6 separate regions of the Sus scrofa genome follow, and all the other regions are linked to region 6. The links are chromatin contacts, called in public targeted proximity ligation maps. All regions are on one chromosome and are shown on one strand. The core of a region is the stretch at or near the end of the contact, and the rest is flanking DNA. Distances in the headings are between cores, read along the strand shown. Region 1 overlaps CPQ (carboxypeptidase Q). Region 2 overlaps CPQ (carboxypeptidase Q). Region 3 overlaps CPQ (carboxypeptidase Q). Region 4 has its middle 73 kb from the start of TSPYL5. Region 5 overlaps CPQ (carboxypeptidase Q). Region 6 has its middle 84 kb from the start of PTDSS1.

Region 1 (4,938 bases), core at 1,238-3,737, 510 kb before region 6:
TTTGAAAGATTTTGGTTTACAGGTGTGTTATTTATCTCCTTCACCAGAATGCAGGCTGCATGTCTACAGAGGTCATTTCTATCTCTGTACAAAATATTCAATCAATACTTATACATGCCCACATTCAAGGCACCAGGCACTGTTCTAGATGCTGAGGGTAAGGCAGTTCCTTATTATCTGATAAGATAAGCCAGGTTCCTTTTCTCACTGTACCTATAGCCTAGAAACAAAGAGCAAAGGAGAATAAAAATAAATAAGCAAAATGATTTCAAATAAATGCCATGAAGAAAATAAAATCTAGCATTCACCTTGAGTCCTCTATTTTCCTCACCTCCCACATCCAATCCATCAGCAAGTCCTGAAGGCTCTGCCTATTGAACAGCCCACTGCCCACTGCCCACCATCTCCATGGATACAACCGTAATCCTGATATTGTAATCTCTCTCCTGGACCCTTGCAAACCCTCCTAAATGCCTGGTCTTCTTACTTCCAATCCTGCTCCTCACAATCTATGTGATTTCCTAAAGCATACATCAGATTGTATCACTCTTCTATTGAAAACCCATTTCCATTACTGTAAAATGCAAGCTCTGACAACCAAGGCTTATGTGATCTTTATGAAGATGTAGCCCTGCTGCCCTCTCTGCCAGCCAGTTCTGACCTCTGTCCCCCTTGATCCCTCTGTTCCAGGCACATCAGCTTGGTTCAGTGCCGAGAACAGACCAAATCACTCTCCCTGTTGCACTATCACACTAGCTGTTACCTCTGCCCAAGAGTCTCTTCACCCAGGTCTCTGAATGGACAGTTTCTTCTCATCATTCAAATCCAAATTGAATATGATCTTCTAGAAAGGTTTTCCTTGGCTCCTATAGCTACTGTAACCACCACTGTGCCCAAGTCTGCACTCTACTGCATTGCCTTATTTTATTTATTATTGCATTTTAGACCATCAGAAAGTACCTTCTCTGGAGTTCCCGTCATGGCTCAGTGGTTAACGAATCCGACTAGGAAATACGAGGTTGCAGGTTCCATCCCTTGCCTGGCTCAGTGGGTTAAGGATCCAGCACTGCCGTGAGCTGTGGTGTAGGTCGCAGACACGGCTCAGATCTGGCCTTGCTGTGGCTCTGGTGTAGGCCAGCGGCTACAGCTCTGGTTAGACCCCTAGCCTGGGAATCTCCATATACCACAGATTAGGACCCTAGAAAAGACAAAAAAATAAAATAAAAATAAAATATTTTTTTAAAAAAAGAAATTACATTCTTATCTGTGCAGTTGTTTCTATCTGACTACCATTAGTGTGTAAGATGCACAAGGACAGGGACCTTGTCTGTTACTCACAGTCATTGTCAAATCCCCAATGCCTTTCCTCCCTCAAAAAAAGTTTGTGAATGAATAAATGAGAGTGACTGAAAAGGACTACTTTAGACAGTGTCTAGGGACAGCACTGCCACCCCCCAACAAGGAAGCAATATATTAATTGGAGCTCGAATGAGAAAAGAAATGAATGAATGGATTATTTACATCAGTTAGAAGCTAGTCTACCTATTTCCCAGAACCAAGCATTCTCCTATCAGGGCTGGATTTATTGCTTTCACCCTGGAAGCTTGGGCCCATGACATGATGCCGTCAGTCTCCTCTCCCGGCCCTTTTCAGCAGCCACCTGTTGTCCAAAGATAGAAAGATATCTTAATGTGACTGATGGAAAAGATGGCTGGGGTGGTGAACTTTATATGTCAACTTGACTGGGCCATGAAATACTAGATATTTGGTCAAACATTACTGAAGATGTTTCTGGATAAGATTAGTATGAGTGGGGTCTCAACCAATCGGTTGAAGGCCTAAATGAAAGAAAAAACAAAAAAAAACCCCACAAAAACTGACTCTCCCCAAGTGGGAATGAATTCTCCTACTTGACTGTCTTCTAGATGAGACATCAGTTTTCTCCTGCCTTTAGACTCAATCTGAAACAATGGCTCTTCCCAGATCTCAAACCTGCCAGCCTTTGGGTTGGAACTACCTCACTGGCTCTCCTGGTTCTCAGCCCTTCAGATGTGGACTAGAACTACACAATCAGCTCTCCCAGGTCTCCAGCTTGCAGACCTTGGGATTTAAAGCCTCCATAATTGCATGAGCCGATTCCTTATACTAAATAAGGTTAGACATATGATGATAGATGGATGATAGACAGATAGATTCTACTAGCTCTGTTTCTCTGGAGATCCCTGATCCTCTTCCCTTCTTGTTCTAACACTTTAACTGGGCCTTCAGTTTCCGCACCCTGTTTCTTTTCTGTTTTTTGTTAATGAGGTTTTTTTTTTTTAATTGAGTTAAGGCATTATAGCAATTATATTATCAGAATACAACTTAATCACCAAGATCAAGTATAAAACATTGGCTCAAAAAAGTCTATGTAATGTATATCTTACATATATTCAAATGCCACCCTGTTTCTTAAGAAAGAAGACAATGTGACTTTTCTGGATGACTCAATGTTATCCTTACAAACTCCCATCTCTGTGGGTATTGCAATCCAGTTTTGTAGCTACACTGTTTTCCTATCTCTTCCTCTAATGTCAAAATGCCCTCTATCATGCCTACATCTGTTAATATGGTATGTCCTTAAAATCCAGATATCTAAACTTGCCAAAAATAACGTGTTAAGAATAGCCAACACAATATTAATGGAGAAAAAAGTTGAAGGACGGACACTACCCGACTTCAAGACTTGGTACAAAGCTACAGTAATCAAGCAGTGTGGTATTAGTGAAGAAACAGATAAATAGACTGATGGAACAAAGTAGAGATCCCAGAAACAGCCTTAAATAAATATAGTCCAACTGATCTTTGACAAAGGAGCAAAAGTAATACAATGGAGTAAAGACAGTCTCTTCAACAAATGAGCTAGAACTAAATATCCACATGCAAAAAAAAATGAATCTAGACACAGGCTTTATACCCTTCACAAAAATAGATCATAGACATAAATATAAAAGCAAAACTATAAAATTCTTGGAAGACAACATAGGAGAAAACCTACATGACTTTGGTTATAGTGATGCTTTTTAGTGCAATACCAAAGACATGATCCATTAAAGAAATAACTGACAAACTTGACTTCCATTAAAATTAAAAATTCTGCTCTGTGAAAGACAGCATCAACAGAATTAGAAGATAAGACACTGACTGGGAGAAAAAGATACTTCTGATGAAGGATTATTATCCAAAATATACAAAGAATTCCTAACACTAAACAATTTTAAAAAAACCAAACAACTCAATTTAAAAATGGGCCAAAGGCTTTAATAGACACCTCAGACATACAAATGGCATATAAATATATGAAAAGATGCTCTTTATCATATGTTATCAGGGAAATGTAAATTAAAACAACAATGAGTTAGCATAAACCTATTAGATGGCCAAAATCTCAAACACCAACACCACCCAATGCTGGTGAGGATGTGGAGCAATAAGAACTTTCATTCACTGCTGGTGGGACTGCAAAATGATGCAACCATTTCAGAAGGTACTTTGGCAGTTTTTTAACAAAACTAAATAACTCTTACCACACAAACCAACAATATTTACCCAGAAGAGTTGAAAACTTATGTCCACACAAAGCCCTGAACACAGATGTTTACAGAAGCTTTACTCATAACTGCCAAAATATGGAAGCAATTAACATGTCTTTCAACAGGTGAACAGATAAATAAGCTATGGGACATCCAGGCAATGAAATATTATTTAGCAATAAAAAGAGAGAAGCTATCAAGCCACGAAAAGACATAGGGGAATCTTAAATGCATATTACTAAGTGAAAGAAACAAATCTAAACAGGCTACATACTATATGCTTTCAACTAAGTGACATTCTAAAAAAGGCAAAACTGTGGAGATCAGTGTTTGCCAGGGGTAGGGACACAGATGGATGAGTAGGCAGAGCACAGAGGATTTTTAAGGCAGTGAAGATATTCCATGTGATACTGTAATGATGGTTGTCTGTCACTATATATTTGTCCAGTCCCATAGAATGTATAATACCAAGAGAGGCACCTAGGATAAACTCTGGACTTTGAGTGACAATAATGCATCAAGGTAAGTTCATTCTTGGTGAAAATTTTTGCCACTCTGGGGAGTGATAATGCTTAAGGGGGACACTGTACATGTTTGGGGCAGTGAGTATGTGAGAAATCTCTGTATCTCCTTTTCAATTTTGTTGTAAACCTAAAACTGCTCTTCAGAAATAAAGCCTTTAATAGTAATAATGTGTTCGAGTTCCAAAAGCTTTTGGAGAGAAGAGCAGAAGTGCAATGATATTTTGCCACAAGGGAGCTGTGACAGCTAAGTGGGTTGGTTAGAGGCTTTTTTCTCTGATTTTCACCTTAAATTATTAATGAAACTTCAACCTCCAGGTAAATATGACATGGCCACCAATTGGCTTTGCTCCAACCATGAGATTCCTAACACCAAGCACATGTACAAAATTTAGTACAAAATTAAATAATAAAGAAAAGTGTGGGTTTTCCATACTGTTTGGTACTTTATTTCTTCACTCACAGTATGCCTTTTCCATGAGTAAATTTCACACTGAATTAGCAACACCAAACCACCAAAACATGTAAATTCAGAGCTAAAGCTTACAGACTGGAAAAACATAAAGGTTCTCATGTGAACCAAATATGGACCAAAAAAATTGATGCCCAGGATGAAAAACATCTGCTTTGTTTGTGTACTTAAAACATCAACTTGGGTTGCTCTCGTAGAAGGTCTGTTGTGACCAGCAACAACACAGTTCAAGGTTGAGGGAAAGAATTTCACCACAAACATAAGCAAACAGCAAATGTCACATGAATTACCAGTGTTCAGAGGAGACATTCCTCCCATGCCTATAAAGGTTAATCTCTCTCTTCCTGTTCTCAGGGTATGTTAAGAATTTAAT
Region 2 (4,534 bases), core at 1,392-3,891, 750 kb before region 6:
GCTGTGGCTGTGGTATAGGCCAGCATTTGCAGCTCCAATTCAGCCCCTAGCCTGGGAACTTCCATATGCCTCAGGGGCTGCCCTAAAAAGAAAAATAATACAGACAAAAAAAAAAAAAACACAGATAAGTAGGAATTAGCCAGGAGGATTAGAAAGGAAGAATGTTAGAAGCAGAAGGAACAGTATAAAAATGGAGGAATAATTTAGTGTCTTTAAGGAACTCCTAGTAGGATGTGGGTGGTTTTCAACAGTGCCAATGCTTCAGAAAAATCATGTAGTGAAATGATTTGGCCATTTAATTTGGCCAAAAGAAGGACCTTTGAGTCCTGGGACAGGCAGTCTTGGTGGACTGCTTCAGGAGAACTTCAGACCGTAGTGCAAAAAGGAAGGAATGGGAAGAGATGAGCTCAGCTGCAAAGAAAAGATAAAGAGCTGGATGATTATGGAGTCATGTAAAGGTGTTTAATTTTTTTTTTTTTAATGCTAAAGGCTTGAGAATATTTTATATTTTGAAGGGAAAACTTTTAGGGAGGAGAGAGGGCTGAAGCTATAGAATAGAAACCGCTTGTGCCAGTTTGAGGTGTCTGAGGGTGTAGAAGGGTACAGACTTCACCACATAGCCCTGGATGTGAAGAGAGACACATACCCTATTGCATCTAAAAGGGAGAGTGGGGAAGGATGGATAATGGACAGCCCTTTGCTGAGCGAGGGAGAAAACGGAGGTCGGGAGCATGTCAGTGGAGACTGTTTGGGTGAGGAAGCGACCGAGGACATGGGGCAGGAATACGTGGCCTCATCGAGGGCCCAGCCAAGGCTAGAGGCCATGCACCTGCAGCCTCCCCAAGTCAAGGTATGTGGGACTTTCTCAAGCAGCCCCTGGCCTAGAGGCAAAGAAGGAACAAGGAAGGAGCTGATCCAGGATGTCCAGACATCTGGGGGAAAGCTTGTGCTCATGAGCTGTTTCGAGATTTCCTCAGCCTGAGATTTCATTATGCGTCTGAACAATTTGCAAACCTGCAAATCATCTGAGCTTTTCCCCAAAGCTGTGTTGAATACTAATTCATCTAGATAGACAGGGTAACCTGCAAGGGAATTGGAGCCGTTAAACTCAATTCTCTCCCGACACTTGGGAAATGAATGGAGAATTATGCGTCCAATTCTCAATCCTTGGAGAGCCGAGCACAAAAGTGTTATATAAGAGCTATCGGAGGAGAATTTTGTTCCTTTCAGAATGCTCAGCCTGATACAAGAGAAAAAGAAAAAGAACAAAGGAGCAAGGAGGCTTTGACACACCCCCAGGAGTAGAAGGAGGAGCTTACCAGGTGCTTTCCCCACCTGTTCATGAAGCCTCACACCTTATGGTGTTGGGGAGCCTCCAAGTATTGGATCTGAACAGGCTTTAAAGTAGAAGCAAAGAAATCACCAGGCAAATGGGTTCCCTTAGAGATTTCATATTCTGATGGGTGGTTTAACCTCTCAGTAGGCTTAGTCCTTACAAAGAATCTGGAAAAGAAGAGGGGCCACTGTCTGTGGCCAGGGTACCAAGTATCAAGTGAGAGTTCAGTCTCCGTGGTTATCTAAGCCGCTCAGTGGCAGCGCAGGGGCCCTCCCTGCACCCCTTGAGGAAGGTCCCTCTCTACTGAGTGTTTCTGCAGAAGTTCCTGTTGGAAAAGAAGAGCACCCCTCCCACACTATTCTATGTCTATGTGAAAATGAACATTTCATAGGCGTCACACCTTAAGGTCCTGAGGATAACCGCAGTTGACAAGAGATTTCAGACAGATTTCAAAGGTAATGGGGGTTAGAACTAAATGTCGCACAGTTTTCTACTGAGTTTTCATCCTGCTTACTTTCTCCTCAGTTAAGAAAACCTCCTGGAACATGAGCTGCCTTTTCTCATAATTTTAGCAGCCCATGATTTCAGTATCATGAGTCAGTGCCAGGTGGTATACATATGTGTGTGTATAAATGAACAAAGAAATTATAAAATGGTAGGAATCATGTGCCTTGTTGGTTATTGATTCTAAGGGTTCTTGCAGCTTATCTGGCTGCAAGGAGTTCAGATAGGTCTGATATTTTATGTCCCTCTGTCAACCATCTATTCCACCCTTGAGTAGACTTTGGCCATAATTTTATATCCTCTTGCTCCTCCTTATAATTTCCTACTAACCTATAGTTTCTTGGGGAGGGATCTTTCCTCACTCTTCCTACTGTTCCTAAATCCCTAGATGTCCCTAATGCGTAGGTTCTTAAATGTTAGGGACATATAACTTGAGATCAGATAAACTGATCACATCACACACAATGGCAAAGCTTAATAATTCTCCATCCATTTCCCAAGTGTCAGGAGAGCACTGAGTGTAAAGCACCTACGCTGAGAAATGTTCACAACAACAAAAATCATACTGCTCTAAAACTGATTTTACCCAACAAAGACATTTGAACTGGAAACGGAGAAAGCAGCCGTTGACATCTGGGAACTTGTGTGACACCTACAGGTAGACGGCAGGGTGGTCGAAGATGCCAGACCATCTTGTGCTCCAGCTGGACGGGTAACGAATCTCATGGGACACCAGCATCAGATAAGGGCATTCTGTGACTGATGAAGCAAGCCAAAACAGGCCATTTCATAGTTTTGCCCAGACTAAAACAAAGTCACTGTGCAAACCACAAAATACTAAACATCCCCTTTTTGGCGTCATATGAGTGACGGCTGCTTCTTTCACGCATTACAACATCAGTCTCCATTGAGTTTGCCCTCCATAGACAGGAGATTTAAGATGCCCAGTCATTAAATTATCCCCCTTCCAGAGAGCGACCAAGCTAGAGTAAAGCCTTGCTTCCCTGGACCCATCCAAACCCTGCCCTAACCAAAACCCAAATCTTCCAAGTCCTTTTTGACATCCTTTGATTGAGATGCCTCCTGGGTCCTCATGGGATGCGTCCTGCCTCACTGCAAGGAGTTATAAGAGTGATAAACCTGCCTTGCTCCACCACAGGCATTCCCCTGGCCGTTGACAAAGCTGCAAGAAGTGACTCTTGCAGCTGTGAAGTGACCAGAAAGGGTGATGTGGCTAAAACAAGAGGGAGGTTTCCCTGGTGAGGGTGGGCAAGGATGCTTCCTTTAAACATTCCGATTCCAAAGAAGCATTGAGGAGTTCCCGTCATGGCTCAGCGGTTAACGAACCTGACCAGTATCCATGAGGTTGCGGGTTCAATTCCTGACTTTGATCAGTGGATTAAGTATCTGGTGTTGCTGTGAGCTGTGGGGTAGGTCACAGACACAGCTTGGATCCTGCATTGCTGTGGCTGTGGTGTCAGCTGGCAGCTATAGCTCCTATTCGACCCATAACCTGGAAACCTCCATATGCCGAGGTTTTGCCTAAAAAGACAAAAAAAAAAAAAAAAAAAAGGAAAACAAACAAACAAAGAAGCATTGAGAACTTCCCCTCACTCAGTCTTTCTCTCTTGCATGTAGTCTTGTATTGAGGCACCCACACACTGACTCATGAGTGGGGAGGCTTTGTGGTTTAACCTGACTTTTAATCCCATATCTCATTTTAGGCTGGCTCAGCGGCTGTTTGCTATTGTTGGCGAGTCGAGTACGGTTGACCTCCTGGGTTCTGAGCGTGGGAAAGTAAGAGTTCCAAGGGCACCAGTTCAAGGGTGGTGTAGACAGGCAATCTGGCATCTCAATATCGTTAGAGAAATGAATTGAGACAGGATGACAGTAAACGTGGAAGTTAGAGGCAGTGTCTCTGAGGAAACAGGTTTACAAACCATCATCCCAAACTGAGGGAAGTTATTCTAAAACACAAGGGCAATGCTTCATTTTCTACGGGTGTTTGGTTTCTGGAAATCTGTTACTTAGGTAACGACACTACCTCAGAGAAATTAGTTTATTTTCACAAGTTGTGCCTCAACATTTGTCAGAACATCAGCATTGGGGGATAGAAGGCAAGGATAATTATCTCCACTCACATACTGGAGAAAACGGAGTCAGGGTGATAAGCTGCTCAGTGTTGCCAAAACTTCATCCACAGGGTCCTGGAACCCACCCGGGTCTTCCCGCCGCAGAGAATTCTTAGCAGCCACCAAACTGCTGTTCATGCCAAGTAGCCTGTTATCCCTTTGGTTCTGAACCTGATAACATTAATAAACTGGGAAAACACTGCCTAAATTAACTGATTCTTAGGTGGTTACAATAGGTAGTTGCTGTTTGAAGACATGAATAAGGACTTGGAACCCCTCCTCTTCCTCAAAGGATGATTCACAGACACCTTACATCTTGATAATCAGGGAAACTTAAGGAAAATGAAGATTCAAGGTCCTACCCCAGACTTACTATGTTCGGGTTTCAGGTATAGGACTCAGGAATCTGTACTTTTTAAAAATTTGTTTATTTTAGGGCTGCACCCTTGACATAGGGAGGTTCCCAGGCTAGGGGGCCAATCGGAGCTGTAGCTGCTGGTCTACACAACAGCCACAGCTACCCCAGATCCGAGTTGCATCTGCGACCTACACCACAGCAATG
Region 3 (4,659 bases), core at 1,965-4,464, 770 kb before region 6:
GGATGCTTCTGCTGCCCCTTTGGGTGGAGCCAAGCCACCCAAACCCAAGGGCATCCATGAGTGGAAGGCGCTCAGCTCTTCAAGACAGGTCCGATTTTCAGCAGCCTAGAAAACAATGGCACAGGATGTGTTTTCTAGGATCATTAGCAGCTCGGGTGAGAAGCCATGGGGTGAGTTCTTTGCCTGGAACATTAGGCTTTCTTAGATGATGACGGCTGTTGTTAGGGAGCATTTACTTGCCTGTGTGTACCCGGCAGTGTTCTGAGCACTTACCCATCTTAGCTCACTCCTGTGCACAAGGATCTAGTCGTGGGTATGTTCAACCGGACTTCCGGTGGAGAGACCAGGGAGCCTGCCCAGCGCCCCCTCAGCTGGGGGTGCACCACGGGCACTGGCTCCAGGACCAGCCCAGGACGCTGCTTCCACCACGGGGAAGTGGATTCTCCAACCCTTCTGCACACTGGGGACTCAGCCCACGCTCTGCATTGTGTTGTTCTCAAGGGATCATGGTGCCTACAGTCTCCTGTCTGTTACTTGCTTTACATCGTACGATGGCTCCTCACCACGGATTTCATGCCTTCATCTTCTATCCTCACTCTAAAACACCTTAAAGTTCTGTTTCTGTTTCTCCTGTCTTAAAAAAAAAAAAAAAAAAAAAAACCCAATTCATTCTTTATCCCCCTCCCCTCTCTAGCTACTGCTCTTTCCATCTCCCCCCATTATGGCCAAATCTCTTGAGAGTTTCCTTTTTTGTCATCTTTATGTCCTCATTTCCCACTCACTCTTCCATCTCCTTTACCCCCACTATTCCTCTGAAATTGCCCTTAGCAGCCACACCTTGTTGGTTGTTAAATCCAATGGGTATAAGAGTGTCTTTCTGGGATGGTAGCCCTGGTTGACCATCTGTCCTTCTCGAAGGACCGATGCCCTCTCCTGGTTTGCTCTGTAACCTGGCTGCCCCTTTTCAGTCTTCTCTACCCATTCCCCTTCCTCTGCCTCGTGTGTCCTCAGCCCTCCCTTCTCCTGGACCATCGAACCTCTTCTTGTGGCAGCATGACCATCAAGGGCTTGAAGACTTACAGTCCCACCAGCCCAGTCCTTTCCCAGACACATCCAGCTCCCTCAGGGACATCCCTAGCCTGAAGCTCCTGGGTCCCCTTCTTCTGTGAATGCTCCATTATAATCCAGCTGAACCCTGGCCTCATCCTTTACCCTTTCCTGTACCCCAACCCTCATGTCACGGTGCCAGGCTGTGATGTCGTCAGCCCACCCATCTCCTCCAATCCCCCTGCCCTTCCTCTTTCCAGCCATCCTTACCCCATCTGGCCCTCCTGCCTGTCCTGGCTTTGTCCCTCCCATCCATGCTACCAAAGCTTCTGCCAGCGTGACCTTTGCAAACAGGCCAGGGGTGCTCTCCCTCCTCTGCTTGAGCCTCTGAATGGCTCCCCTGTGCCGTGAGACGTCCCTACTACTTATCAGCATTTACAGGAAGGCCTGTTATGATCATGCCTGCGATGATCTTGCTGGCTTCATCTTCCACCATCTCTCCTGCATTCTGCTTTCCAAACACACTAAACTTCCGGTTCCTCACTGTGTCATGCTCACAGGGTCTACCGAAGGAGAAAATGTCCCAAGATGAAGAGTAGGGGGCAACACCCGGGTCACGATGACTAAGCAAGGTCCAGCCAACAGACCCTAACCACCCCACCCTCGCCTCTGCTTCTGTACATTTGCTTCTGCATCAGCAATCCTGCTTGTACCGACTCAACCATCCTGATCCTGCCTATACCCACTCCGGTCTGTTCCACCAAGCATAGACCCAGAAGAGCTAGCCCATAAAAGTCTTGTGAAGCCCTTCCTCAGGGCTCAGACCCCAGAGAGAGAGAGATCTCCTCTGGGCCTGCCGGCGTAATAAACCTGAGTTCTCCAACTCCCTGAGTGCTTGCTTGCTTGCTTGCAGGGTGGTAGAGCTGTTGGAGCTGATACACAGTGGCTGCGGAGCTGCTGTATAATGGCCGTAACCCTGTGTGTCCCTACATATGGCTCTTGGTATGTGAAGCCCCCATTCCCACAGTCAGATCTTTCAGCGGACTTCTGGGTAACTTTGCTGACTTAAATGTCACCTCTTCTTGGAAGCTTTCCCAGATCCTCTGAGGCCAGACTCAGTGCTCCTTTCCTGTGTCCCTACAGTGCCCTGCACTTTTAATAAGAAGGCAGTCAGGACACTTTTTTTATAGTTGTCTCTTTGTGTATCTATGCCTCCTAGTAAATATAAGCTCCAGAAGTAGGCACTGTTTCTTTTTTTTTTTTTTTTTTGTCTTTTTTGCCATTTCTTGGGCTGCTCCCATGGCATATGGAAGGATGTGGAAGTTCCCAGACTAGGGGTCGAATCGGAGCTGTAGCCGCCGGCCTACACCAGAGCCACAGCAACACGAGATCCGAGCTGCGTCTGCAACCTACACCACAGCTCACAGCAACGCCGGATACTTAACCCACCGAGCAAGGCCAGGGATCAAACTCGAAACCTCATGGTTCCTAGTCGGATTCATTAACCACTGAGCCACGATGGGAACTCCAAGTAGGCACTGTTTCTATCTTGACTTTTGTTGGATTTTATTTCTACCCGAGTGTTTAGTGAAAAAAAATCAAAAAAATGAAAATGATGTTAAATACTTCTGAATGAGGAAGCGTACTTTGCAGGGGCTGGGAGGCAAGAAGAAAGTGAAGCGGCACAGTCAGGTGAAGAGATGAGCAAAACGGCAAAATAAGGAGGTCTAGGAGGGTGAGCTTCCTGGGGACTCTAGCTCACACTGTCCAGCACTAAAAATGCAGGATTTTTCTGTAGTCGAATAAAGACAACGGGAGTGGAAAGAGAAGACTTGTTTTGGGGTAGTCTTTCTGGGACTATCTGGGATAACTGCCCAGAGTCTATGATGGACCAGACAAGATGCCAGTCTGCTTTGAGAGCGAGCAAGAGAGAACAGAGAAAAGAGAACAGGGAGGGTTGTGAGGCCCCCCCCTCTTGTCTCGTTCAGGATATTTGCCAAGAATAAGCCAACTGTTTCACTGTCTCCCTTGGAAAGTGAGCAGCCTGAGCTCAGGTACCAGGCAGCAGCATGTTACTCAGTGCCTTCCCACACCCAGAGGACTGACGGCGTTAACCTGCACTCTTGAATATAACTCAGGCTCTCCGCTGACTGGCGAGTGATGAAACAGGAGCTGAAGCAATTTATCGTTTCAAGATGATGGCAGCTGGCAGACAGTGCTGGTGAGAAGTGGAGTGGCTCATTTTGAGCAAGCGATGTCAAAAAAAAAAGAGGTTCTGCTGAGCCGCTGGCCCTCTGAATCATGGCTGCAGACATCTGGGGTGTCCTTGTCACGTAGGGGAACTGAGATGGGGGCTATCACCCTCCCCTGGGGAGGCTATAATAATTCACAGGAGAGAATAGTTACGGAAGGATGAAGCAGCGGGGAAAGAAAGCTTCATGGAGACCCTGGCACTTGTGCCAGGGCCTTGAAGCCTTAGCTTCTAGGGGGGAAAAAGAGAGAGCTTTCCTCATGAGAATTTCTCCCAATACTTTGGGAAAAAGGCATGGAAGAGGATATGAACACAGTATGCTCAGGGAATAGCGATCAGAGCAGCTTGCCTGGAGAGGCCAGCTCCCATTGTAGAATATTGGAAGTTAAGACAGGACAAAAAGACCCTGCAGTGTTCTACAGGTAAGATCAATGGCTCACTTACCCAGCTTCAAAAGGCTGCAACTAGCTATTTTTTATGTTGGAAAAGAAGTCCAATAATTTGTATCACTTGCTGCTATGAATCTGATAAAAAGCCTTTCCCGAAGACGGTAACAAATGGCCACAGGAGCCCTGTGCTCAAGCTGCAGTTCGGTAACACACTGCCGGGAGAGTCAGACCAGATTGATTTTGTTGGGCCGCTCGGCTGCTGTCTATACAGAAGGCCCAGAGTCTCTGCCTCCTGCATGTGGTTCCATCTTATTCTGTTTTGTACAGCATTCGAGAGAGCCAGCTCTAGGAAGTGGACTGGGGTGGGCAAAGACATGAGGCACAGCTGCAGACCTGAAGAAGCTCAAGGGGAGAGGAGCGAGATGCTCTAATAACTCAGAGCCACGTGTCAAAGCAAAAGGTGAACAAGGACCCGGGAGTAAGAAATGGATGTGGAGCAACTGGAACGCTCATCCATTGCTGGCGGGAACCTTGAAGAACGGGACGGGGTCAAACCACTTAGGAAAGCAGTTTGGCAGTTTCTTACAAAGTTAAACATACCTCTCTCCTACAACCCAGCCAGTTCCACTCCCAAGGAGGGAAAAAACGTATATCTACCAAAAATATCTTCATAAGAATGTGCAGAGCTTTATGCATAAATACAAACAAAGCTGAAAAAAAAAGCAAAACGTGTCATTAACAGGAAAATGGATAAACAAATTGTGGACACAAAATGCTCAGCAATAAGAAAGAATGAACTAATGATAAATGCAACACGGATGAGCCTCAAAAACAGGATGCGTTGCTAAATAAATATGACACAACTCCCTGCACTTATTCCATTTATATGAAATTCAGGCACAGGAAAAACTAACCTCAGATGATAGAAGTCAGAATGGTGGTTGTCTCTGGAGATGAGGGGGAGGTTGGGGG
Region 4 (4,602 bases), core at 92-2,591, 860 kb before region 6:
CTCCCCTCTCAACTGTTGGGTGCAGCTCTTCCGAATCTGAGGAAAATGGTCAGGAACCTCCCCATTGTTTTTATGATGATATTTCAAGCAGATCACTTATGCTGCATCCTGAGGGCTCTTTAGCTAGCTTGTTCCCAACATCTAATGCAACTGGGAGGCCACCACCTCAGCAATCGTCACAAATTGGTATTATATTCTTTGCCTTCTTTTAACATTTTTTTTTTCCAAAGGGCCATACCCACAGCATGTGGAGGTTCCCAGACTAGGCGTTGAATCAGAGCTACAGCTGTCAGCCTACACCACAGCTCACAGCAACAGTGGATCCTCAACCCACTGAGCGAGGCCAGGGATGGAACCCACACCTTCATGGATCCTGGTCAAGCTCGTTAACCACTGAGCCATGAAGGGAACTCCCTTTTAACCTTTTTTTAAATTAAAAAAATTTTTATAGCCGCACTTGTGGCAATATGGAAGTTCCTGGGTCAGGGGTTGAACCCGAGCCACAGCTGTGACCTATGCCACAGCCTTGGCAATGCCAGCTCCTTAGCCCAATGCCCAGGGCCAGGGATGGAACACTTGCCTCCACAGTGACCTGAGCTGCTGCCTTTGGAGCCCTAACTCACTGTGCCACAGAAGGGACTCCCCTTTGCCTTCTAAATTTTTCGCCAAATTTATATGGTCATCTCTATAAACATCTCTATAACTAGCATCTCTATAAGCTAACATCCACAGAGGTCATGTTAGCTTAATATGCTTTCCCTAAACAGGCCTTCATTGGTCCAGATAAAGTTTTAGAGAAGAGACTTTTTACTCTGAGAAATGAGACTTTGTATAGGCTCAGATAAAATCAACTTTCCTCTCCTTCCCCCGCCTTTTAAAGGTAATTTTTATGGCAAGAAAGAACTCAGCTAATCTCAGGGCTTACATAGTATTTCAAGTTTAAGAATGAGGGAGATTTTTACTCCTCCCTTCTCAAGGTTGAAGTGCCTCTTCTTCCAGGAAGCCCCTCTGGCCAGCTGAACTGGCTGCTCCTGCTCTATTCCGTGGAACCTGCCCTTTGCCCCATCGCAGCATTCCTCGTCCTGCCACTGATGTCAAAGGGCAGTGCCCACCCACTGGTACTGGCCCTGGCATCTGTTCCCTTGGCAGTGGCTTCCCTCTGCCCAAGAACAACTTTGCCCGGGTCAAACCAACTGTAATCATCACCCTTTACAACAAAGGGCTGGGCCCTCTAGAGGAAGCTCGGTCTCCATCCCTGCGGATTTCACCTGGCCCTTTACGGCTCAGAGCAGCTCCAGGCTTTTGTCGGAGGAGCTGCTGGCAGCGCCCCCGTGTGGTACTCGGTTACTGCCTGACTCAGATGGACGCTTTGGGCTCAGGTCCTGAAACAAATATCCACCACATCCTGGACACTTGACCTCTGAAGCCATTTGGATTTCACAACGTCACTCTTGAAAAATGAAGTGACATAGCTCCTGTCTGACTTGGCTGCTTGTCACACCCTATGCCCTTGTATTCTTGCCGCCACTCAGGGCTTTTGGAGACATCCTCGCAATTCCCCCACGTCCCATCCGTTTGCATATTCTTCCAGCAGAGGACACTACATATCCAGGCTGCTCAAAACCCGGGGCTGCGACTGGGGTCAATGCGTGGCATGAGGTGGTTGGTTGTATCCAGGATTTTAGCGGCAGGGCTTTTCTGTCTTCTATCCCCTGCGAAAGCCCATTTGTCAACGATGTTTCTGGCACTCGCTAATAGAGTTCTGTGATCTTGTTCATCTTTGGGGCTCAGCTGCCTTAGGTGCAGTCATGGTGGGGGGAAGCCCTCTCAGTCCTCAGACACAGGTGAGGAAAGCTGTGTTTTCTGAGGATGTTGTTGCTCGGTGGCTATGCTCTCAGCTAACGGCAAACGCACGACAAGTTCACCGCAAGGAGGAATCCCCTGCCTTGGAAGAGATGCATCGTTTTGTGAAGCAGATAAAACCACTGTTGGAGAATTGCTGGCGTCACATGCAGAGCCATTGACAGATGTTTGGCGGGTTAGGACAGTTAACAGGCAGAGAAGAGAAGCTAAGCAAGAAGAGGTTATGGAAAGTGGTTTAAAAGAGAAGAACATGAAAGGAATAAGAAAGACCTTTGGGGAACAGTGACGAAGGCCTCAGATATCCACACAGGGCTTCTGCAATGGTCTTCATCATGACTGCATTGCAATTCAGATGAGGATGCTTTCGTGTTATGTGACCATGACATCAGAGATTGATCACCTCTGATGGCCAGACTCAGTGCTTGTTCTTGGCCTCAACTTGACCACAAGCAGGACTTCAGGATGGAAGATGCTTCTCTGTGGGCATCCCCACTGATGGCTCCTACCCTTTATGTCCTTCCTGGGCTTCTCTGATGTGTTGGTTCTGCTGCTGCTCTTCCAACAGGCACAAGTAGCCCGGAAGTGCCAGGAGCATCAGTGACCCCGGGGAAAACGCATGAGCCATCAGAGCAGGGAGCTGGTGAGAAGGACACTTGTGGTCAGTGGCCAGGTGGACGACTCTGCCCTCCTTGGAGGGTCACTGGTGAGACAATGCCCTTCTTTGCCACCAGGAGTGACCTTGACAATGCATACGCTATGTCACCTTCCTTCTTCTCTTCCACTCTGTTTCCCTCAGCTGTGACCCTGGGATCTCCCTTGGACTCAAGGGGCAGCACAAGAGTCCCTGACTCAATTTATCAGGAAGAGCCTTTCCAACCCTCCTTTTAGCCTGTGTTCCAAGAATTAGCTCAACGGTTTCATTATAACCTAGTCTTAAATATACAATAAAATAAAATTCTATAATTTTTAGTTTAATTTTTCAAGATAGAACTCCAACTGATCCTTCTTTTTCTATTCATTATAACGCTTCATTAGGTTTTAAGTGAATTTACATTAAGTGGCCTTTTCCCATCAATTATCTGATGAACCTTAGATACATCCCTTTCCCCACCCCAGAATTCTATAATTGATTTTTCCCCATGTATGGTGTATGTCTTTTTCCATGCCTCATATATTCTTCTAAAATATACATTCCACCATATGGCGGTGTTACCATTTATATACTCAGTCCTTACTGTATCTTGAAGTTATTTCATTTTCTAAAAATATCATAAATAACCGTGAAGAGAATAAACTCAATGTATAAAAGTTGGACAGGTTTTCTGTGCCTCGGTTTCTATGGGGACCAGAATAGCACCCGCCTCAAAGAGCTGTTGTGAAGATTAAATACATTATCACTTAAAAAGTGCTCAGAACATGCCTTACGCATCCATACTCAGTGATCTATAAAGCTTGGCAATGATGAATGATGATGCAGTGGTGAGGTAAAGTTGAAGACTCCTGGTTTAGTGAATGGCATGGTCTACCTAGTTACTCAATCCAGTCAATTCTCCAAACTGGTGAATTCTTTCAATTTTATCGACTTTCTCCATCCTACTGTCATTACTCTATTCAGGCCACACACCCCCACCCCCGCCTGTAGCCCTGGTCCCCAGGGGTCTCCTTGTCTTGAGTTTTGCCCCTTCCAATCCATCCTTGTCCTGTGCCCCAAGTGCTCTTTTCAAGACAAAGCTCTGCAGGGTTGAACCGCTTTCTTTCCTACTAGCATTGGTTGAGGGTACCTGTTTCCAAAAAATCCCTTATATTGTCTGTAATTCTTTTTAAAACATTTTTTTTTTCTTTTTAGGGCCACACCCGTGGCATATCGAGGTTCCCAGGCTAGGAGTCAAGTCGGAGCTATAGCCGCCGGCCTACACCACAGCCACAGCAACATCAGATCCGACCCGCATCTGAGACCTACACCACAGCTCATGGCAACGCCGGATCCTTAACCCACTGAGCAAGGCCAGGGATTGAACCCAAAACCTCATGGTTCCTCGTCGGATCCATTTCCACTGCACCACAATGGGAACTCCTAAAACATTTTTAAAAATGTATGCTTTTATATTTCATTTCCTTCTAAAGGCTGGATGTTAAAAAATGAATGCTGGCCATTTTTATTACTGCCTTTGATGCTTGTTCATCTCCTTTGCTCTAAAAGGTCTTTAATAGTATAACACAGTAAACGTGATCTGTGTGGAGGAGCTCAGCTTTGGAGCTGGGCAGCATTTGTCCTGGCTGGCATTGGTGCTGGGCCTGGAGCCGTACAGAAAGACCCCTTTTATGGTTGTCTCTGATGGTATAGTGTCATGAGCCCTTCTGTTTTAACTCGGCCCAACCCACGAGGATTTGCAGATAGGGTTCCTTGCAGCACATAAACATCATCTGGTCGAAGTGGCCCGTTCCTCACCCCTGGTTCCCTTTCCACGGCCAGCTCCTTCCGGGGAGCCATTTTTAGCCCAGAGGACACGCCATTTTGAAGCCTGCTGCTCTCTGTGGCTAAATATAATTTCTCTGGGAAAGGGGCCAACTGTGACAGTTATTTCCGTTTGGCCTTGTCTTGAGGCAAGACTGCATGTGAGAGGAAATATGGAGCCAGTGCAGAGACACAGGCTGGCGCCGCCAAGCGCCAACCACCACCACACACACACCTTCTGGTGACAAAGGGGCGCCAGAGGACAGGTGGCTCCTTCCACTTTC
Region 5 (4,909 bases), core at 2,167-4,666, 560 kb before region 6:
CTCAGTGGGCAGGGACCTCAGGGGACGTTTGGCAGTGCCTGGGGACACTTTTGATGGTCAGGCTGCGGGGAATAGTGGAGAAGCCAGAGATGCTGCTAAATATTCTACATGGTACATGGCAGCCTCCCACGACAAAGAATTACCTGGCCCCAAATAGCAATAATGATGACCCTGAGAAACCCTGCCCTGCACTAAACAAAAGAAAAATAAATTCACCAGTTAACAGACTAGAACTTTCATTTGAATATTTCCCCCTAGTCTGCACAGTGTAGCATTATATTGGAAATAACATTGGCATATGAAACTGAAATTGTTCTTTAAATCCATGAAAATAACTGCCTTTGGAAAAGGCTTATATTACAAAAAATAATCCCCCTTATCAAGGCTTTATCAAAATAGGCTTGGATATTATCAACCGAAAAGAGAAAATTCTAAGCACTTTTCTTGTCCATACAATTCCCTCAGAAGAATTATTGAACATCTTAACATTTTTTAAATATTGCATTTGCGGAGTTCCTGTCGTGGTGCAGTGGAAACGAATCTGACTAGGAACCAGGAGGTTGTGGGTTCCATCCTTGGCCTCGCTCAGTGGGTTGAGGATCCGGCGTTGCCGTGAGCTGTGGTGTAGGTCGCAGATGTGGCTTGGATCTGGCATTGCTGTGGCTCTGGAGTAGGCCGGCAGCAACAGCTCGGATTAGACCCCTAGTCTGGGAATCTCCATAAGCCGCACGCGTGGCCCTAAAAGAAAAAAGACAAAATGCATATATATACATATATATACATATATATTGCATTTGCTAAGCAAGACCTCAGAAGAAGGCCTGGGAAATTGCTGAGGGGCATTAGCAGTGGGCTGACCTAAGAGCCAGTGTGAGAGACGCTGCACTTGCTGAGAGAAATTCTCAGCAAGATTCCCCACTCCTTAGATCAACTTGAGCACAACTCTCCTTCTGTATGTGCTTGTTCATTTGAGGGGAGGCCCTGGCAGCATCACAAACGGAGCCTGGGAAAGGCCTGTGTGGGGTAATGTCAGGCCAGGGCCCTGCCTGCACTGGCTGCTCCCTGGAGGTTGCCCACAAGGCAGCCCCTGATGGCCAAGAAGGCAGCTCGCTCATAGGACTAGCTTCTCACCAGTTTCCTCATTGGGTTAATGGGTCCAAGCTCTGTACGATGTCATCACTGGTGAAGCCAGGCAAGTGATACACCCAAGCTTTCCTCACTATTTTTACAACTTCTTTTGAGTCAAAAATTATTTCAAAATAAAAAGTTCTTTTTTAATGATGCAATTGGTAGTAGACCTCTTCTGGCTTTGTCTGTGGTCCTTTGCTAAAAGAGAAACACCTGCTTGGGGAGGATGACGGCGAGTGGGCAGGGGCACAGCGGAAGAGGGCATCATGAGGTCACTCGCACCACACACGCGATGCCTTCATCAGATCCTCTTCCAAAGTGAAGGAGCGAAAATGGAATGAGACCCAAATCACACTCGGCGGAGAGCGGGTGAGAAGGAGGAACGGACCACCCACAGGTGCGTTGCCAGGTAATAACCCCCATGGGTGCTCTAGGTATCTGCGAGATAACAAGGGATAGGACATTTGAGAGGTCTTTGTGCCTGGGAAAGAGACATCAGGAGAAAAAACACACGAGAAAGGCACAAGTAATGACTTGGCAAGGATGATACGACTGACTTGTATCCTGAATCAACCAAACCCGACAGGTTTAGATGCTCTGCATTCGGCTAAGGTGTGCCGAAGCACGGTGGTGGGGTATCTCTGATGTAGAAAGAAATGGGAGTCAGGAAATCTGGAGTCACATTCCATATGTGCCCTATCACGCATTTGTTGTGCCTCCCTGAACAAATTGCTCATAGATTCAGCTTCCTCATTGAAGGTCAGGAAATCAGCACTAAATTGCTGAGATCCTTATCCCTCTGTCTCTGCCTAAGACTATTCTAAGAGGTAGGACACCCTCTGTTGATTTAATTTAAAAAAAAAAAAAAAACCCAAAAACCTATTCATGGATGGCAACAAGTTTCCTATGAATTTTCCAATGCAAATTAGCTCCTTAATAAATGGGAGTAGAATAACAAGGCTATTTTAGTGCCAAGAAGGATGAGCCTGGAAGTCACAGGGCTCTCATCCCCCACCCTCTCAGACTCATTCTCAGCCATGGACGGGCCTCACAGGTACCATGATTTCCTGGGGATAAAGCTGTCCGAGAGAAAGGAGTTCCAAGGCCAAATGTCAGAGCTCCCAGAGGCTTGCTTACCCCCAGGGAAATGCACATAACCCCCTCCTTGGGTCTCCTGAGTCCTGCACGTGCCCAAATCACAGAAGAGGGCTGAGTCACGAGGGAATTCCAGGCTTGGAGGAGGCATCTTGTGAAGTCTTTAGGAAGAAGGTAGGATGTATGTCTCTAATACCACTATTCCGCCTTTTCACACATTGAAAGCCAATAAAGTATTTGTATTTTGGGCATTTTTTAAAAAGCCTGTGGTTAATTCAGTCAAGGCTTATCCCTGGATTATGTGATAGGGTTTTGAATGTGTTAATGGTGCATCAATCACATATACACTTTTCCAGAGCCGAAATTCACCACATGTTGTCCATGGATCTTGGGCCAAATCAGAAGGATTCTTTACGGGTTAATTACTTTCCTTTCATCAGGTGCTGGGCATGTAGGAGAAGTAAGGGGTTGGGCTGGGTGTCAGCACCAAAGACTCTCAGCCACTGCCTGAGTGTTACCCACTTTTGAGTCACCTAGGATGCTCAGCTGCAGGCAGAATAATGGGAATTTCAATGCACCCGCTTCCTTCTTAGAGATAATTTCCACTGCACCTACTTTGTTCCACATTATTTAGCACTGGGTCTTTGGCATAATAAGGAAAAGGATGTGTCAGTGATAAGTTAGTCAACCGAAACTATCAAGACCAACGTTGATGTCACTGTTAGCATCACTGATAGTTAAAAGTAAAGCTGAATGGTTTTAGGAAATTTTGTCAGAGTTAGAGGAGCTGAACTCCCCGCACTAGTCAAAGAAGAATGAGTCTCAATTGACACTGAATCTCCATCATGCATTTCCCTTCCTGCTTCCTTCATTTTAATGTCTGCTCATTTATGAATAGTTCCATATAATTTAAGCACAACGGCTTCTAACTTAACCCTCCCAACCCCACTCCCTCTTGCTCACCTCGGATCAGTCACCCCAAATTTACCTTTATCTTATAGGGAACAAAAGAGGGGACCCGACAGCATGGAAACATCAATTCGAGATCAGTGTTTTAAATGATAACTGAGCTGCAGTACAAAAATGCAGAAGTGGAAAGAAAACAGAAGAAAAGAAAGTAGGGAGGGAAATAGCAAGGGCCTGAATCAGGGCATTAATGACAGTAAAGACAAGGCAGGAACAGATTTTTGTTCCTTTTTTTCCTTTTTTGGCCATCCCACAGAATATGGAGTTCCTGGACCAGGGATCAGATTCAAGACACAGTTGCGACAGATGCTGCAGCTGCAGCAATGCTGAATCCTTTAACCCACTGTGCCACACTGGGGATTGAACCCTCATCCTGGATGGCACTGCAGAGACGCCAATGATCCCACTGCACCAGAGTGGGGACTCCCCAATTTTTTTTTCACTCTTTTTTTAGGGCCACACCTGCAGCAATATGGAGGTTCCCATGCTAGGGGTAGAATCAGAGCTTAGCTGCCAGCCTACATCACACCCACAGCAATGTGGGATCCGAGCCGCATCTGTGACCTACACCAGATCCTTAACCCACTGAACGAGGCCAGGGATCAAACCCACAACCTCATGGTTCCTAGTCAGATTCATTTTCACTGCGCCACGAAGGGAACTCCCCAATTTTTTTAATATGCTGAAAGTAGACTGAAAAGGATATAGTTCCTGAATGTAGGACAGTGATAAAGAGGAGCCAATGAAAAATAACTTGATGTTTTATAACTATACTGATAGGTAAATGTGGTTCCTTTAACAGAGACAAGAAACTGAGGTGAAGCATCAGGTATGAGGGAGCTGATGGACTCAAGTTTAGTCACATAGAGTGGCATTCAGGGGTGACATTCAGTGTGTCCACGGACAACTCATGTTCTCAGTGAGCAGCAAAACTCCTGGATTTAAAGTGAACGGAGATTAAGAAAGTCTTGCAGTCATTTTCTCCTTTTGTTTCTTCACTAAATAAAATATGTATGGACAAGCCACTACATGCCAAGTGCTGGGATAGGCATTAGGGAAAAAAGGAAAAGGAAGAAAGTAAAAGAGGGGGAGTTCCTGTCGTGGCACAGTGATTAACGAATCCGACTAGGAACCATAAGGTTGCTGATTCGATCCCTGGCCTTGCTCAGGGGGTTAAGGATGCGGCGTTGCCATGAGCTATGGTGTAGGTCTCAGACTCGGCTCGGATCCTGCATTGCTGTGGCTCTGGCATAGGCTGGTGGCTACAGCTCCAATTAGACCCCTAGCCTGGGAACTTCCATATGCCATGGGAACAGCTCAAGAAATGGCAAAAAGACAAAAATAAATAAATAAATAAATAAAAATAAAAGAAAAAAAGAAAAAGTGAAAGAGGGTCTGCTCAGGGCACCTGCAAGCTCTGGTGGGGTGACACCATAACAATGGCACATAGCAGTGCGCTGAGGGAGGGTATCCAGGAGGGGCTTTATCGGGATGGTCAGTGCTTACGCGGGGTCATGCACCTGGAGGGGTGACGCATGCCTTCTGCTTCCCATCCCAGTCTAGACGCCCATGTGGTTCCATGCAGGCTGTAAGGCAGACACAGCCACAGGAACTTCACGTCCCTGGGCTCACCCGCATTCCTTCTGGGGAAGCAATGCTGTGACTTCTTTGTGGGAGACCTTGTGTTAACCTTCTATCTCATACATCTTGGTAAGGAGGT
Region 6 (4,975 bases), core at 1,570-4,069:
AATGGAACCAATAGAATATATATATATATATATATATATATATATATATATATATACACTATACATATGAGGAGAGCTATTAGAGGAATTGGCTCACATAGCTAGGGAGGCCTGCATATCCCACAGTCTGCTGCTGTCTGCAAGCCAGAGAACCAGGAAATCTGGTGATGCGATTCAGTTCAAGTCCAAGGGCTCAGTTGGTATGTGTGTATGGGGACGGCGGCGGGGGGTGGGGGAGCGGTGTTAAGTCCTAGTCTGAGTTTGCAAGCCCAAGAACTTGGAGCAACAATGTCCAAGGGAAGAAGAAGGATGTCTCAGATGGAGCAGAGAGAGAACAGTTCCCACTGTGGCTCGGTGGTTAATAAACCCGACTAGTATCCATGAGGACAAAGGTTCGATCCCTGGCTTCACTCAGTGGGTTAAGGATCTGGCATTGCCATGAGCTGTGGTGTAGGTCACAGATGCAGCTTGGATCCTGCGTGGCTGTGGCTGTGACTGGCAGCTGTAGTTCCGTTTTGATCCCTAGTCTGGGAACCTCCATATGCCACAGGTACAGCCCTAAAAAGCAAAAAAAAAAAAAAAAAATTCAGCCTTCCTCTGTACTTTTGTGCTCCTCAGCCCCTCAACAGATCAGATGAGAGTCACCCACATCCTTGAAGGCAACCTACCAACTCAAACGCCAGTCTCTTCTGGTGACACCCTCACTGGCATACCCAGAAATGATATTCTCCTAGCTGTCTGGGCACTCCTTAGCCCAGGCAAGTTGACACAGAAAGCGAACCATCGATTATATTAAGTACTGGGCATCACATATTTAAGTGTCACGTACATCTTTGAGGGCCATCGCTGTTGGGCTTATCTCTGCTGCAATGACTTAGCGGTACAGAGGCAGAACCATCTGCAGAGGCATAATTTTCAGGAATGGACCTGCGGCTGAGGATATCCTGTGGCCCAGTTGTACCCATCCCCTCAGACATTTTTGAGGGCCTCCACGCCCTCTTGTGTGGTCTGGCTAGTCCCACGTCGGAGCTGAGCCTGGCATTTTGTGAATCAAATGTGGTCCAAAGAAAACAGCAGGAAGACCTGAAGGTGAGGGTGGGAGTGAAGAGGTGCTTGTGAGCTTATATATTTCTGTGGGTGGACACGCCTGTGATCTCCGGCATCACATTCCCACGCACCACGCTCTGCCGTCGGCGTACTTCCTGACCACACGAAGAGAAACACAATCCCATCCACTTTAATAGATGCTCGGCCAGACTGGGGCTGTTAAAACAGTGGCTTGAGAACTTCAAGACGCCGGGTGTTTTTGCAGCTTTCACCCATCATTTGGAAGCAGGACGAGGTTGGGTTTGAGGGCAAAAATGCTGAACACCAGCACTGTGATCTCAGGAACTGGATTCTGTGGTCCGGGAAGGGCGGCAGGAATTCACGCGGTGACCAGCGGCCCCTTCCTGCCTCGGCAGAGCGTGGAGCTCCTTCCGCCCCGCATGTGAAATCTAAGCCGGGAGCCGACCCGCAGCTGGAATGAACATTCAAACCCAGCGGTCATTGTGTCTTGAGGATGACTTTGCGGCTGTCTTCACCGCTTGCAGCCGCGCTGAGAAGTCTGTTCCCACCGAGTGAGCAGACTTTGACTCGTAAGAGGGACAGGAAGAGAATTTCAAAAAATCTTACCGGAAAACCACCTCTGAGAAAGTCAAAACGGGGTTTGGGGCGGGGGAGGAGGGGGGTAAGGCTGACCACACCAGGGGCTGGTCTAGAGCTGGGCCACCAGATCAGCAGGCAGAGAACGGTCACCTCCAGTCCCATCCCTCTTTGTGAAGAGTGTGGCATTTCAGTCTTTGGCCAGTGAGTCATCAGAAAATGTTATTTCTCATTTTAGAAAAATACCTAGGAGTTCCCGTCGTGGTGCAGTGGTTAACGAATCCGACTTGGAACCATGAGGTTGAGGGTTCGGTCCCTGGCCTCTCAGTGGGTTAAGGATTCGGCGTTGCCGTGAGCTGTGGTGTAGGTCACAGACGTGGCTCGGGTCTGGTGTTGCTGTGGCTCTGGCGTCAGGAGGTAACTACAGCTCCAATTGGACCCCTAGCCTGGGAACCTCCATATGCCGCGGGAAGCGGCCCTAGAAAAAGCAAAAAAAAAAAAAAAAAAAAAAAAAGAAAGAAAGAAAAATACCTGATCTCAGTGGGACATTTCACTGTTATCTGTTCTCCCTAAAAATATGGTGGTGGCAGTGGGGGAACCCAGACCCTTAGAAATTAAAGCCATATGGATACCATATTTAAAAAAAAGAACGCAAAACACAACAACGCAGGCCATTACATGATTGCTGACCGTAGGAATTCAGTATTTATAATTTACATTCTTTCCCATACTTTGCAGTCCTTTTCAGAAGTGAAGAGCAGAGGTTTACGGCCTCGCCAGATCGTAAATCAGATTCCTGAGGGCTGAGGGAGCTGCTACAGGCAGGGGGCATCGCCTTCCGACAGTTTGCAGAAGGCAAGGAAACGTCAGGAAAAGAACCCAAACAGACAGAGGGGGGGCTCTGCTTCAAGGAAGCTCGAGACACCCGTTAGTCCCGCCACCAAGCACGGAAGCAGCAGAAAACGCAGGGAAGATCAACATCTGCAGTCGCTGCGGGCACCACCGCTAAGTGCGCACCAGGGGGAGGGGAGCCCCCCGGGGCTCCTTACCCTCCATCAGCAGAGGCTGCCTGAGAGCCAGGCGGGGGGGTGGAAATAGGTGGAGGCTCGGGTCCAGGAACCCGGCAGAAGACGTGTGCGCAAGAATTAAATCAAGGAGCCTGGGGTGGGAGGAAGAGCATCAGGGTTGATCTGACGCCCCCTAGTGGCCATGTGCTCTTGGGCGAAGTACTCGAGCCTCAGAGCCAGGGAAACGTGGAAAACAGGCAAACTCACAGGATTGAAGAATACACATACATTTGGGGCTGGATGCAAAGGGGAGCGGGGGAGGGGGTCTTAAGCGACGCCCCTTATCTAGAATTGGAAGTGCTGTTCTGGCACCTGGCTCCCTAGCAAACCCAGCTGAGTGGTATCCAGGAAGATTCAGGGGAGGGAGGGTGTCTCAAGACACACCACCTCTCCAAGAGGTCTTTTGAAGCACCCCAGTCGCCCGAATGCCTTTGTCTGGAAGATCTGTCGGCAGGGGCCCTGGTGAACTCATCCGCCTACTCCTGGCCTGGCTTTCATTCCCTCTGAGAGAAGGCAGAGGATTTTAAACATTTTGAAACGTGGGGATCTTGGCGTGCCTTTCCCAGGTTGCACCCGTAAAATACCTAATCAGCCCATGATGTGTGCAGATGGACTGACGGATGAGTCAGGCGAGTGGGAACAGTAAGGTTTACAGTCCAGATTTTCCAGCATGGATGGTTACATAAACCATGCCTGCAATTTGATGCTGTAATTAAGGCTATTGTGTGTATACTTCAGACATGTGAATGCAATATTTTAGGTTTTGGGTCTCTGATTTACCTTCTTTTACTTTTAAAGGCAAACAAATCTTATTTCCCATGGTTGTAAAGTCCACATGAGTCCCCTTTACTCAGCGTCCAGAAAAGGGACAGACACACCCTACACAGGAAGACTGGTGTCTGAGGAGCTGAGGAGATTTGTGGGGGTCAGGAGGTCAGGCATATGGGGAATACCTTCTGCCATTAGCACCCACAATTTGCAGACCCTTGGCAATGATGTTTTCAGAGTATTCCAATAACAAACAAACAAAACTAACTCCCAGGGCAAAGAGGTCCAAGCACGAGCCCAGAATGGCCAAGGAGCTTGGGGGTCCGGTTGCATCAGTCGTGATAGCAAAACTCTCAGACCAATTCTATTTTCTTTTTTCCCCCCTTCTTCTTCTTCTTCTTCTTCTTTTTAGGGCTGCACCTGCGGTATATGGAGGTTCCCAGGCTAGGGGTCTAATCAGAGCTACTAGCTGCCAGCCTACACCACAGCCACAGCAACACAGGATTCAAGCTGCGTCTGTGACCTATACCACAGCTCAGGGCGATGCTGGACCTTCACCCACTGAGTGAGGCCAGGGATCAAACCTGCAACCTCATGGTTCCTAATCAAATTCATCCACTGTGCCACGACGGGAACTCCCCAATTGTATTTTCTGAAAGATGTTCGTGTTGGCGCTGGGTTTATGAGACGCGGATGGATCTGCCAATACCCTTCTCTTTGCTCCAAGAAGGCAATGCTGGGGCTTAGGAGTCTCTTTTACCAGTACTGCAGACAGGAAGCTTGCCCGTCACCCACCCCTCCAGCCAGCTGCTGTACACAGAGACCAGTTTTCAACCAGGGTATCACGATGGATAAGCTGAGCTTAGCCGTGTGAGAGGCCTGGGAGCCAGCCACTTGGACCCGCTGTAAATCCTTGACCGTGCTAGACAGTGACAAACAATACCTTCTCATAGGACAGGCAGCTATAAAACCTGCCCAACCAACCTGCAAGAAAGGGAATGTCCAGAGAGACAAAATTGCAGGTGAATTTCTGAAATGGATTAAAGACAGTTTTTAGGCAACACAGGAGACAAGGAAGATTTCAGCCTTCCCACACACTAAAAAACCACCACCACCACCAAAAAAACCTCAAAAGCCAAATAAACAAAACCACACACACATCCAACTATTTCCTCCCTCTTTGGTAGATATTAGTAAATAAGTCCTTTAATTCATAGATGATAGTGAAATGAAAAAGCCATGGGTATTTATTGCGTCAAAGATATTACCACATTCAATTAAAAAAACTTTGACTCCTTTACCTATGATAGTTCTAGGATCAGGTTTTGAATAAAATATGATAAAGTGAAATGTTGTAAAAATCTATTCTGGGGTTGGCAAGGAGACTCCACAGCTGGTTAGTCTTAGCCATGACGAATGCTGAAACGTACAAAGACCCAAATCTCAAATTTAACCCTTGCCCCCACCACACACACAAAGGCAAGAGATGCACTTGT

What was found.
Region 1: a contact with region 6 is called in a targeted proximity ligation map of alveolar macrophages. A contact is called at or near these places in 2 of 47 Hi-C or Micro-C datasets (embryonic fibroblasts and liver) and 1 of 2 datasets of targeted methods (alveolar macrophages).
Region 2: a targeted proximity ligation map of alveolar macrophages shows a contact between it and region 6. A contact is called at or near these places in 1 of 47 Hi-C or Micro-C datasets (embryonic fibroblasts) and 1 of 2 datasets of targeted methods (alveolar macrophages).
Region 3: a targeted proximity ligation map of alveolar macrophages shows a contact between it and region 6. A contact is called at or near these places in 1 of 47 Hi-C or Micro-C datasets (embryonic fibroblasts) and 1 of 2 datasets of targeted methods (alveolar macrophages).
Region 4: a contact with region 6 is called in a targeted proximity ligation map of alveolar macrophages. A contact is called at or near these places in 1 of 47 Hi-C or Micro-C datasets (embryonic fibroblasts) and 1 of 2 datasets of targeted methods (alveolar macrophages).
Region 5: a contact with region 6 is called in a targeted proximity ligation map of alveolar macrophages. A contact is called at or near these places in 1 of 47 Hi-C or Micro-C datasets (embryonic fibroblasts) and 1 of 2 datasets of targeted methods (alveolar macrophages).

What each region holds. Positions count from the first base shown.
Region 1 is chr4:39,777,879-39,782,816 of Sscrofa11.1, forward strand. The region is part of intron 2 of CPQ (carboxypeptidase Q); the gene reads right to left. Among named protein-coding and RNA genes, the nearest start is that of CPQ, 76 kb to the right of the region's middle.
Region 2 is chr4:39,539,415-39,543,948 of Sscrofa11.1, forward strand. All of the region lies in intron 7 of CPQ (carboxypeptidase Q), which reads right to left. Among named protein-coding and RNA genes, the nearest start is that of TSPYL5, 180 kb to the left of the region's middle.
Region 3 is chr4:39,521,132-39,525,790 of Sscrofa11.1, forward strand. The region is part of intron 7 of CPQ (carboxypeptidase Q); the gene reads right to left. Among named protein-coding and RNA genes, the nearest start is that of TSPYL5, 160 kb to the left of the region's middle.
Region 4 is chr4:39,433,415-39,438,016 of Sscrofa11.1, forward strand. No RefSeq gene overlaps it. Among named protein-coding and RNA genes, the nearest start is that of TSPYL5, 73 kb to the left of the region's middle.
Region 5 is chr4:39,727,720-39,732,628 of Sscrofa11.1, forward strand. The region is part of intron 3 of CPQ (carboxypeptidase Q); the gene reads right to left. Among named protein-coding and RNA genes, the nearest start is that of CPQ, 130 kb to the right of the region's middle.
Region 6 is chr4:40,289,947-40,294,921 of Sscrofa11.1, forward strand. No RefSeq gene overlaps it. Among named protein-coding and RNA genes, the nearest start is that of PTDSS1, 84 kb to the right of the region's middle.